Linked DNA regions of Xenopus tropicalis: region 2 is linked to region 1. The links are chromatin contacts, called in public Hi-C maps. All regions are on one chromosome and are shown on one strand. The core of a region is the stretch at or near the end of the contact, and the rest is flanking DNA. Distances in the headings are between cores, read along the strand shown.

Region 1 (5,670 bases), core at 2,014-4,513:
ATAACTATATTTGGGCAGGTCTCAATATATTAATACATCGATGTAGAGGAAGAATATGGATTGTTTGTATTTTTTAGAATTGTATTTGCATTGCGTTGGTAATTTGTTAGTTTGCGCTCTTCCATTTCGTACCATTTATAATATCGCTCAGTTATTGTTTGATGAGTTTAATTCACTGATATAATGTATCCTCCTTTGAAATTTAAAGCAAACATACTATATTATAAAGAGAAGTGCTATGGAATAAGCAAGTCTCCAAACTGTATTCGTTCATTTCAGAGCCGCCCCTCCCCCAGGTCCATAGTAGTGTTGTGTGTCTGTAATTAAAGTAGCCAACAAATAGGGCATTTTGTTTATTAGGAGTGGTAGGTATCTAGGAAATGAAAGTGGGAGGCAGGGATAGAAAGGCAGCTCAAGGGAAGCCAGGCAGCTGTGTGCAGGGATGGGTAGCAGTGGAGGGAAGCTGGGGGCAAGGCATGGCCCTACAAATTCCCCAAACAGGCCAGACTAATGGCAGGACTAGGTATACTTATGCTTAGTTGAAGGCAAATCAGTGAGGATTAAATACCATCATTCTGTGTATTGCTACTTGGTCCCCCCGACACTGCCATTTATATTTCCCCACTTTTACTGAACACTGACTGCACTGAGATCTTTGAAGCGGAGTCGCAGGGATGGAGTAATATCCACTAGCATGACATTCCGCAGACTTGCCCAAATATTTATTTATTACCGTCTAGATGCTGGGCTCCTTAATGGCCGTTGGCACTAAGTGAATGGGGCGCTTTGTTTGCTCTTGTATCAGCGGGAGCAGCCCTCAAGCCGTACCGTTGTTCATACAAGTTCTCCTACCTGCCCCTTAGCTTTTCTGCGCCCACATTATAAATGGACGATTTTACATTATTTTACCTCTTACTGAAATGTGTGCCTTTTATTTTTATATCATTTGCCAAGCGATTTCTTGAAGAAAAAATCTCAAGGCAATACCTGTATATTTCTTTTTAACCTGGCCCACACTGAGACTTAATGGTCTTTTCATTGGCCCTAATTATTCGTCTACATTTATAGAAAAAAAAACGTATTTGTCTTAATTACCTACATCTATTTACAAATTGCTATATTATGTATTAAAGCACCTTCCATTTATTGGCAGAGGGAAATGGGCAAGTTTATGTATTCGTCTGTATAGGTATTCATACGTGTTTCTCTTTCTGTTTATCCAACCGGCTATTGTTATTATATTTTTATACATTTTTATGAGCCCAAATTACTATCCATCCCTCTATCTATCTATCTATCTATCTATCTATCTATCTATCATCTATCTATCTATTTATCTATCTATCATCTATCTTTCTATCTTTCTATCTTTCTATCTATCTATCTATCATCTATCTTTCTATCTATCACTTTATCAACGATTATCTCACATTTATGTGAGTAAATGTAACCCATCTAAATTTGTATCAACCTATCACTATATCTATCTATCTATCTATCTATCTATCTATCTATCATCTATCATCTATCATCTATCAATCATCTATCTATCTTTCTATCATCATCTATTTGACATCTTTCCATCTATTTTTATTTGTCCATATGTGCATCCGTCTATACACCAACCTGCTTAGTATAAAATACTTGTATATATTTTTTTTATCTATAAATGTTTATTTTATCTATATCTAATGTTTATCTTTATGTTTACCCACGTATTAGCAATTATGTATTAATGAACAAATGTATGGTTTAACTCTATCTAATACTTAAATTCTTTGTTTCAGTCCGCTTATCTGTCAGTCAGGGCTTTAAGAATCTTGGAATCTATCATCTAGCTGTCTGCCTATCTGTTATCTATCTATCTATCTATCTATCTATCTATCATCTATCTATCGATCATCTACCTTAGTCCTAAAACTATAATTATAGAATAAAATAATCGATTTATCTATCTTTCAATATTTTTTTATCTTGTCAAAAATATCTATCTATCTATCTATGTATCTATCATCAGTCTGTCACCTTTTTGTATGCCCTGTCTGTCTCTCTATATATCAAAATAAAATATTTATTTAAAAAGGCAACACGCAAGTTATGCTGTCAGTCAGTTCATGCCACAGCACTGAGAGGTAAGATGATTAAGAAAGCATGAAATATGGAATAATCTAGGCTCTGACATTCACCCACACCCCTTGGAGGGTCAGACATATTATAGCTGATCATTTAAACATTGGGGGCTTACCGTTTGGTAACGAATTCAGCTTTGTAGAGGTAGCAGCTGGAAAGAATTTTGTATAGAATTAATCGTCTGCTAATATTTGCATCGACTGTATTTAACTCAATTTTTTTTTCATAACTGTAGCATATAAGTACTTTATTGCTTACAACATTTTGTTAACCCTTAGATTCCATGTATAAATCTCATGCATACTTATTGGTGAACGATTTAAATGATCCAAATCCTCCAGTGGTACAATTTGATACGTAGGACATTGACATATTCCTTCTAAATTATTTCTGATGTTTTCCAAGTCGTGAAATTTCCAACTAAAATACAAATTTTTTGAATCTTCTATGTTTCGATAGATAAAGTCCAAAGTTTGGTTAAAATATTTTTGGCATTAATATAACAGAAATTATACTTTCTGTGGAAGTACATGTAAGAGTCCTGTAATAATCCTGTCAGCTTTACGTATTCTTTTTAGACGAAATAGCCTCAAATGATTTTGATTTTAGTAAAACCAGAGTAATGAAAGTGTGTTCGTTGTAGCTATGCACGTTTATGTCTAAATATTTTTATATAATGAAGAAAAGTCAGGGTGAATTAGACATTTATATAGGAAAAATATGTCCTCCCTCCCCCATCTGCTAAAAAGGTGAAAACGTTACAAATGCACACAACTTGAAAAGTCTTCCAAAACATTTTATACACAGATAATCTTGCCAGCCTCCCTCTCCATAAAAAGAGAAAGAGAGAGAGATAATAATCCCTATTGTCCGGGACATTATTGCCCTAGATCAGTGCCCACTGGGAATGCTGTACAAATGCCAGGGAAATGGATGTATTTTATCAGCCGAAATGTGGACACTGGTCAGTGGAGAGATGGGCAGGGGGCTAATTGCACAGAGCACAGCACCAGAATGTAGGCGAATGGACTAAAACAGTTAAATTCTGGGGGATGATGCTGAGGGAACAGACTTGCACTGAGACTGATTGACAGCGGCAACGTCAGCAGGAGGGGGGAGACTAGAAGGGGAGGGGGAAAAGAAGGCCAAAAAAATCTATCTCTGAGAAACTTTTTTTTAGAGAAGATCAAGGAAAAGTTTCCGTGGGATCTGGGAATGTCTCCTCTCTCCTGTGTGGAATGAGAGATCGGGATGCGGACACAGTGGGAAGGGAAACTGATCCATAGAAGCAGCTGTGCCGCAATCTAAAGGCAGCATTGCCCACTCCCCTGTGCCCACAGGCCTGGCAGGATCATCCTCACTGCCACTGCAGGGAACCCAGCTGCACCCATCAGGAAATGCTTCTGCTTCGTTCTTGGATATAAAGGGACGTTCCTAGAGCCTGGAGCCTGTTTAACCACTGTAAGTTGCCCATTTACTTGGCACTATTCTGTGTGCGGGGAGGCAGGGCAGGGAGCAGGGCATGGAGACAGGGCAGGGAGCAGGGCATGGAGACAGGGCATGGAGACAGGGCAGGGAGCAGGGCATGGAGACAGGGCATGGAGACAGGGCAGGGAGCAGGGCATGGAGACAGGGCATGGAGCAGGGCAGGGAGCAGGGCATGGAGACAGGGCAGGGAGCAGGGCAGGGAGCAGGGCATGGAGACAGGGCATGGAGCAGGGCAGGGAGCAGGGCAGGGAGCAGGGCATGGAGACAGGGCAGGGAGCAGGGCATGGAGACAGGGCAGGGAGCAGGGCAGGGAGCAGGGCATGGAGACAGGGCAGGGAGCAGGGCAGGGAGCAGGGCATGGAGACAGGGCAGGGAGCAGGGCAGGGGCCCGGGAAGTAGCAAAGAACAAGCAGCAGGTTTATATACCATACACCCAAGGAATAGAGGGTGGTGCCAGTTACTAAGCACCCAAGTGAACTTGCTCCCTCTTGTCAAACTATTCCCTTCTTTTCTTTAGCAAAAATACATATTCCAATACACATGGAAATAATGTTCTCAGCAAATTACTGTAGATTTCAGTTGTTTGACAATATATGACTGGAGAGGCCAATGAGGCCAATGAGGGTCGCATCAGAAAGGTTTTAGGTGTATTGGGTGCATTGCTCTTTACTTTCTAATTTTCAGAGCCTATTTCTAACCCCCTCACATCCAACAGAGCAAAGGAATTTTCTGCCTTAGCTGCCAATAACTGCCTATGGAGTTACTGTTTAGTCTAAACAATAAGGTAAATTAAGTAAATATACGTTTAATCTACTGTCGCAGGCGCAACTTTGACTTCCTAGGTTTACATCAGAACTGCGTGCGTTTAAACTGCAAATCGTAATACTAGTTCTGATGTAAATGAAGGCCTTCACCAATGAAAGTTGTGCTTAGAATTGCGCCTGCGACAGTAGATTAAACTTAACTTTACTAAACAACTAAATTTACTAAATTTTACTCTAAATGCAGCAGTGGGCAAAAAAGCCACTTTGTTCTGATGGGTGTTTAATTCCCTGGTAATCAAAGGTGTCGAACCTGGTAACAGATTAGACACCTCTAGATTATTACTCCCATCACCCAGTGACTGCCAGCATCCCATGACAGTCTGGCCTCTGGCTGAACAACCCTGTATGTAACTATTCTGCACCACCAGGACAATGATGCTAGTAATGATAATAGTAATAACAATGTAATTTGCAATAATGCAATATTGTAGGTTATATTATATGTAAAAAAGATTGCTTTGGATATCATTTATATACTAAAAATTTCTGGAATTTAACTGCATGGTACAAAGTATTATAATTAATTTGGGCCCGCAGAATTCAGTCTTGATGGCCTTTACCAGCCGCATTGCAAGGTCGCAAGGATGAAAAATGGCGAAATATTCTCAATAAATTATAGTCTGGTATAACAATAGATCCGTTTCGCTAAAGTGCATTTACTATGGTATGTACTTTAGTAGTTATAGAGATATTTTAATCACTTGTATCTTAATCATTTTAAAACATTCTATCGTTCGAGCGTTGACAATTTGATTCTAAAAAAAAAACATTTTAAATAAAATGTTTAAATAAATAATGTGTAGTAAATCTATTAACTCTTTTAATATTATTATACCATAATATGCCATATTCTGTTTTTATTCAGTTTATGTATAAATCATCAGCATATCAGATATAAATACAAGGTAATATATTTAAAATGCTTTACCATTTAGAATGGAGAATTCAAAGCGTTTCCTGTTTGTTTAGTTTGAGAGGTTAAAGAGCTTTTGACACTAGATAAACGGTAAAGCTCTGATATCCCAAGAAACGTGACTCTGTAAATATAAATATTTTCTCTTACCTAAAGAGAGCAGCATACGAATATACACACACGTCACTCAGAGGCACTCAGCAAGCATTTCATTCCAATACACACACATTCACTGCGTCTGATCGCTTCCATTTGTTGGCCTAGCGAAATTGAATATAAATAAACTTGAGAGAAGAGGACAATAGCAAAGAGACA
Region 2 (5,670 bases), core at 982-3,481, 130 kb before region 1:
ATTTCTTTATGTATCGTGATATATAAACGCCCATTATACATTATATTGTATTATTGGGCAGAGGGGTGGCCCTGCGATTACACGGTGGGATCCCACACATTGCGGGCCAGAAGGAGCAGGTTCCAATCTATTCCCAGGAGAGAGACGGCTCTCGTGTATTGCATTGCTGGGGCAGCTAAAGGAGCAGATGAGCCAGTTGGGATCCCTCCCATTGGACTGAATGGGATGAGGAGGGTGCAGCTGACACACATTTCCCCTCAGTTCCTGAGCAGGGATCCCAGCGTTCGGAGGGCGCTGTTTGAAGATTTTTTGGGTAAATATGAAGTGACAAGAGACGGGTCTTATTGTGAGACGTCAGCAGACTGGCGCCAAGCGGCTCTTTAACAAACTGAGCCCCAGTTAATCAGAACAGATCTATAAATGGACGAGCCCGTTTGTATGTGTGTGTATGTGAGTGTGTATGTGTATGTGAGTGTGTGAAATGTTACAATCACTGACAGCAGAACAGACTAAGCAGTGGGGTGAGAGGCTTCCTGGTCACAGGGGGTATAAGCCCAACACAACCTGTAATTATCCCCCCCCCACACACACACACCAAATGTGTCACTTGCCTTTGTCTCTCCTAAGAGCAGTCACATTACAATTCTGCTGCGGAAACAATTAAGCATCATGCCAGCCCCCCCGTGTAATTTCTGTTACTAGCATTGTACAGAAGTAGCGCTTGGCATAATTAAGGCGCAATATAGCGCATGTAGGAAGTGGGGGATCAGAGCAATGTTGCAGGCAGTGGAATGAACTGTAGAAAGAATGAAATAGAATGGCAACGTACCAAGGTTTAGTGGCAGTCACTCACCCCAGGCTTGGGCTATAATTCTGGAAATCCACACACTTGTGCTGCTCCCCGGCTCACGAATGCTCCGATCCGAGCTGAACTCTGCACATGACCTCAGGGGCTGAATTTAAAGCGGCGATGCCCTACAGCGCCCAGATCAGTCACCCTAGGCAGGTACGGCAGCAGTGCTGCACCCACACACAGCAACAAGGCAGACAGAAAGCAACAGCCTATCCCCTCAGTGTGTGCCAGCCAGGGAGGTTTTCATACAAGCAAACATGCCCTGTATTTAATGCATGTTGGGCCCCACCTCTAGCCAGTTTATATGCATCTTGCTCCTCAGCACAGGGTTTAGCCCATTCCCTTACAGTCCATTATACATGGACCTGGGGGGCCTGCGGGGGCAACTTCTAACCCTCTAACATATTTAAACTGGCATACTGTATGCGTATACGGGCAGGTAGGTAGGCAGACAAAGGACTGAATATATAGGAATGACCATAACTAGGTAGATAGAGGGAATAATGCATATATTTAACAATTGACTGATAAATATACAAAATGTAGTTGTGGCAAAAGGTAAGTTTTATGGAATTATAGGCTAATATATGAACAGATCGGATACATAATATAAATAGGGAAAAATAGGCAAACATTCTTAGATGATAAACATATAGATAGATAAATGATAGATAGATAGATAGATAGATGATAAATAGATAGATAGATGATAGATAGATAGATAGATAGATAGATGATAGATAGATACGTAGATAGATAGATAGATAGATAGATAGATAGATAGATAGATAGATAGATAGACAGACGATAGATAGATGATAGATATATAGATAGATAATAGATAGAATAGGCGAATAGTTTAACAGTTGGATATGTGGGTGAGTGGGGTGAAAGCAGGTGTATGAGATAAGTGGGCTGGGGGAAAGCAGACTTATGTGCCCGTATCCCACTGTAGGTATAGGTAACTATGGAATAAAAGGTCAGGGAAGAGCAGATTTTACATGTGTAAACCCGGTGCTATAAAACGGGCCGAGCATTAAACTTGCCCCACCTGGGGCCACTAGGCGACCACCCTCCGGGCAGACTGGTTCCCACAAGCCGGCAAGGAAATGCAAGGGAGCCCGGTGTTGGGGACTGAGCCGTTCCAGTGGGTGGGGATTTCCAGCCCTTTCCCGCTGTCATTGGTTAATATTTGATTCTGTTGACATGTTTTCTTACTGCTGATGCTTCCGACACCTTCCTTTTTTTTCTCTCCCCCCTCTCTCATCCAGATCTTGGCCTGAGCTGTCAAAACCCCGCCTATGGAGATCCACAATTGGTCCAAAAAGCGTAAAATCAGCAATCAAGGGGGCTTGGCTCATTAGCAAGGGGATCAGAGCAGGAAGGACATGTGAGATAGTCACAGTTTTCCAGAGATCACGACAAGATCTCACCATTCCCACTCCCATCCTACACCATGACCGGCTGAGCTCACACTTCAGCTCCATAACTCACACTTGTATTCTCTGTCCCTCACTTCAAGCAGCAGCAACACAAGTGCGGAGCCAGAGTGAGCGCCACAGGCTGGGAGAGAGCTCATTGCTGGGACTACAGAGAAGTTAGTGCTAAGGAGGGACCCATGCACTGCGCCCAGTAGGGAGACTTCCTCCGGCACCGGGACTGCCACTTTGTGCGTCGGACAGGGCTCTATCTCGCTCTGGAAGCTCCCTCTCTTCTCCCCTGGATTTGTGCATGCACCGATGAGAGATCCAGCTTTCCCGGGGGCTGCCATGGCGTATCACCCTTTCCACGCTCCCAGACCAGCCGATTTCCCCATGTCTGCTTTCCTGGCAGCCGCACAACCCTCCTTTTTCCCGGCTCTAACCCTGCCTCCGGCAGCTCTGGGCAAACCCCTGTCGGACCCTAGTCTGGCTGGAGCCGCCGAAGCCGGGCTGCACGTCTCGGCCCTCGGGCATCACCATCAAGCGGCTCATCTACGCTCCCTCAAGAGCCTGGAGCCAGAGGAGGAGGTCGAAGACGACCCCAAAGTGACTTTAGAAGCCAAGGAACTGTGGGATCAGTTCCACAAACTGGGCACGGAGATGGTCATCACTAAGTCTGGGAGGTGAGCTCGCAAGTACCCTCAGATATTCTGTATATAATGTGCTGTGTGCGATCAGAACAGGCAACAGGGTAGGGGAACAGCAGTGTAACAGTTACAGACACGTTGCTTTGTCTGTTTTCCTTCACTTTATTGTATGTGAATACGAGGAGAATGTATCGCTTATGGAAAGTGCAATAAGCCAGGCAAATGTTTTGTGTCCGTTGCATTATTAATAAATCATATTTCTTTGGTCTGAAATCAGGACAGGCCTTTTCCTTTGTAGCTGTAGGGATAGCTGGGTCAGCAAAGTACAAGAGAAAGCAGAGGCTGAGCGCTATAGATAACGCTGAGCTGTTAGTAGCTCGTTTAGCAGTCACAGCCCAAACAAACGGTTCTGTCCAAACCGGATCACATTTGCGAGAGACACGGTTCCCATCTGCAACATACAAAGCCCACACTTTGTGTAAATGCACTTCCGTGCCTTTATGTGTTCTTTCTGTTCCTCCTGCTGACTGGCTTCTTATCCAGAACAAGTATTTATGGTGCAAGCTAATGTGCTTGTGCATCTGAAATCCTTTTTGGCTTTCATTCCATCCACTGGACGTTTATATGCCAAGAAAACAAGCTCGGATGTCCAATGCACACACACAGATCCGCTGAGACAATTAGAAGTGAGACTTGGCCGTTTCTCTGCGGTCTCCTTGTGTTCTTAACCCAAAGAACAGACTGTAGTTCCTATCCCAGGGAGGGGTGCATATATATATATATATAGGGCTCTAGAGCCACACAGTGGAGCAGCATAAGCTCGATGGCTAAAGCATTCTCAGACCTGGGTCCTTGTGCACAAAGTGCCAAGTGAGACCTATAGTTTCCTAATGTCATGGCTTCCACCCTCAGGCAGGCCTGGCATATGTTACCGCTCAATAGATAACATTGTAGCTAAACTATTAAGAACTAGCGAGACATGGTTGAATGCAAGCTCTGCACTCAGTTCTTACTTGTTGAATTCAACCCCTTTCCTTCTGTTGCAGGAGAATGTTTCCCCCATTCAAAGTAAGGGTGAGCGGCCTGGACAAGAAAGCCAAGTACATTCTGTTAATGGATATAGTGGCTGCGGATGACTGTCGTTACAAATTCCATAATTCCCGTTGGATGGTGGCTGGCAAGGCTGACCCAGAGATGCCCAAACGCATGTATATCCACCCTGATAGCCCTGCCACAGGAGAGCAATGGATGGCCAAACCCGTTGCTTTTCACAAGCTCAAGCTCACCAATAATATATCAGACAAACATGGCTTTGTAAGTATAAACATTGAGTTTTTAGCATTGGCCCCTTGGTCACAATATGTACCCCCTTATATGTACCTCTATTAGAGAATCGTCTGCCTATTTGGTAGGGTGCAGATATGTGGGCATTGGGGCCATGGAACAGATGTTAGGCTGGGGCAGTTGCTGAAAATAATCATTGGAAAATGTTTCACTAGGGAGGAGACAGATGTACCTAGGTTTTAATGTATTTTCAGACTTATGTTTTGGGCTAAATGCATTTTTAATGGGGGAATGTTAATATCCTGAACTTGGCAAGAGCAGCAGGCACATTATTTTAATAAATGTACCTTAACCACAATGAGTTTACTATTCCTCCCTGGATAATGGAGTTTTTAGCTTTACAGTGGGCTTAAAATTAGAAAATGAAATACTCACTAGGTTAAAAAAGACAGTTGCTTATCTGGAATATGTATTTCCACTGGGAGTCACAAGTTCCATGCAGCAATAATGTGGTCATAATATGCAGAAAACAGGATTGTGTCCTTTATCTTCAGAAAACTTTACATGGCTAATCCATAACTGATTAAGAATAGGCGCATTAACTTCAGGGCTTTGGATATTTCTAGACCTGAAACTTTGCTTTTTTTTTTTCATTTGTAACAATTAGATCCCCACAGTCAGTAAAGTAAAATACTGTTCTGCCTCTACACAGATTCATTTCACATTAATTATTCTGCGGTAATTATTTAAAATATAGCATTTTAAAAATGTAAAGGTCATGGAGAGTTTCCCTTAAAATTACAAAAATATATGTAGTAACTTGTCAAGGAGGTAATAACGGTCTGCCTCTGAGTTTTTATATCTAATGTAGTTAATGGATGTTTTTATTTATGTTGGTGTGTATCTTTAGGACTATTTACTTCCCAATTATAATTCTTAAATTGTTGATGTAACTGGTATAAATATACATACATGACACGCTATATACAAATAAATAGGTGCTGGCAAGGTATTGCCATAATTGTTCCTCTTAGGGATCTTGAAATGATGTTTTTTCGAAATATTTGGCTTATGGGAAGTTTCGTCTGATAATCTTTTGATATCTGGCGATCGTGCAGCAATTGGTACAATAAAAAAAAACCACCACGGTAATTTTGTGAGTTAGGAGAATCCCCAAGAGATAGTATTTAAATCTGGAAAATGTTGGGGATTAAACAAAGCTGCTGAAATGAGGTCATGGAGAGACTGTGTGTCTGAGAGGGGTCGGTAGGAAAGGTAAAGTCCTCCTTGCCCTGACCAACCCTTCCCAATCATTTAGGATAGAGGCAATTTCTGTCTAGTTTTATGTACTTTTTAAGGATTAAGCATCACAATAGCCACAGCTGAATTTCCATCAATGAAAAGTTCAAGAAACCATAAAAATCTTAATACTGCAGCGATCAATTGGCCCGGAGAGGAAAGAAAA

What was found. A called contact is a pair of places that touch in the nucleus more often than the background predicts.
Region 2: a contact with region 1 is called in a Hi-C map of gastrula embryo, with 2.0 times the contacts expected there. The contact joins the promoter of tbx2 here to the promoter of tbx4 in region 1. A contact is called at or near these places in 2 of 5 Hi-C or Micro-C datasets (gastrula embryo and neurula embryo).

What each region holds. Positions count from the first base shown.
Region 1 is chr2:92,138,671-92,144,340 of UCB_Xtro_10.0, reverse strand. tbx4 (T-box transcription factor TBX4) reads left to right here and starts at 3,263. Exons shown (of 9, transcript XM_002933826.4): 1 at 3,263-3,591.
Region 2 is chr2:92,269,918-92,275,587 of UCB_Xtro_10.0, reverse strand. tbx2 (T-box 2) reads left to right here and starts at 2,231. Exons shown (of 7, transcript NM_001035119.1): 1 at 2,231-2,957; 2 at 3,968-4,235. The coding sequence starts at 2,593. LOC101731542 (a long non-coding RNA gene) reads right to left here and starts at 1,522. Exons shown (of 4, transcript XR_208289.4): 1 at 830-1,522.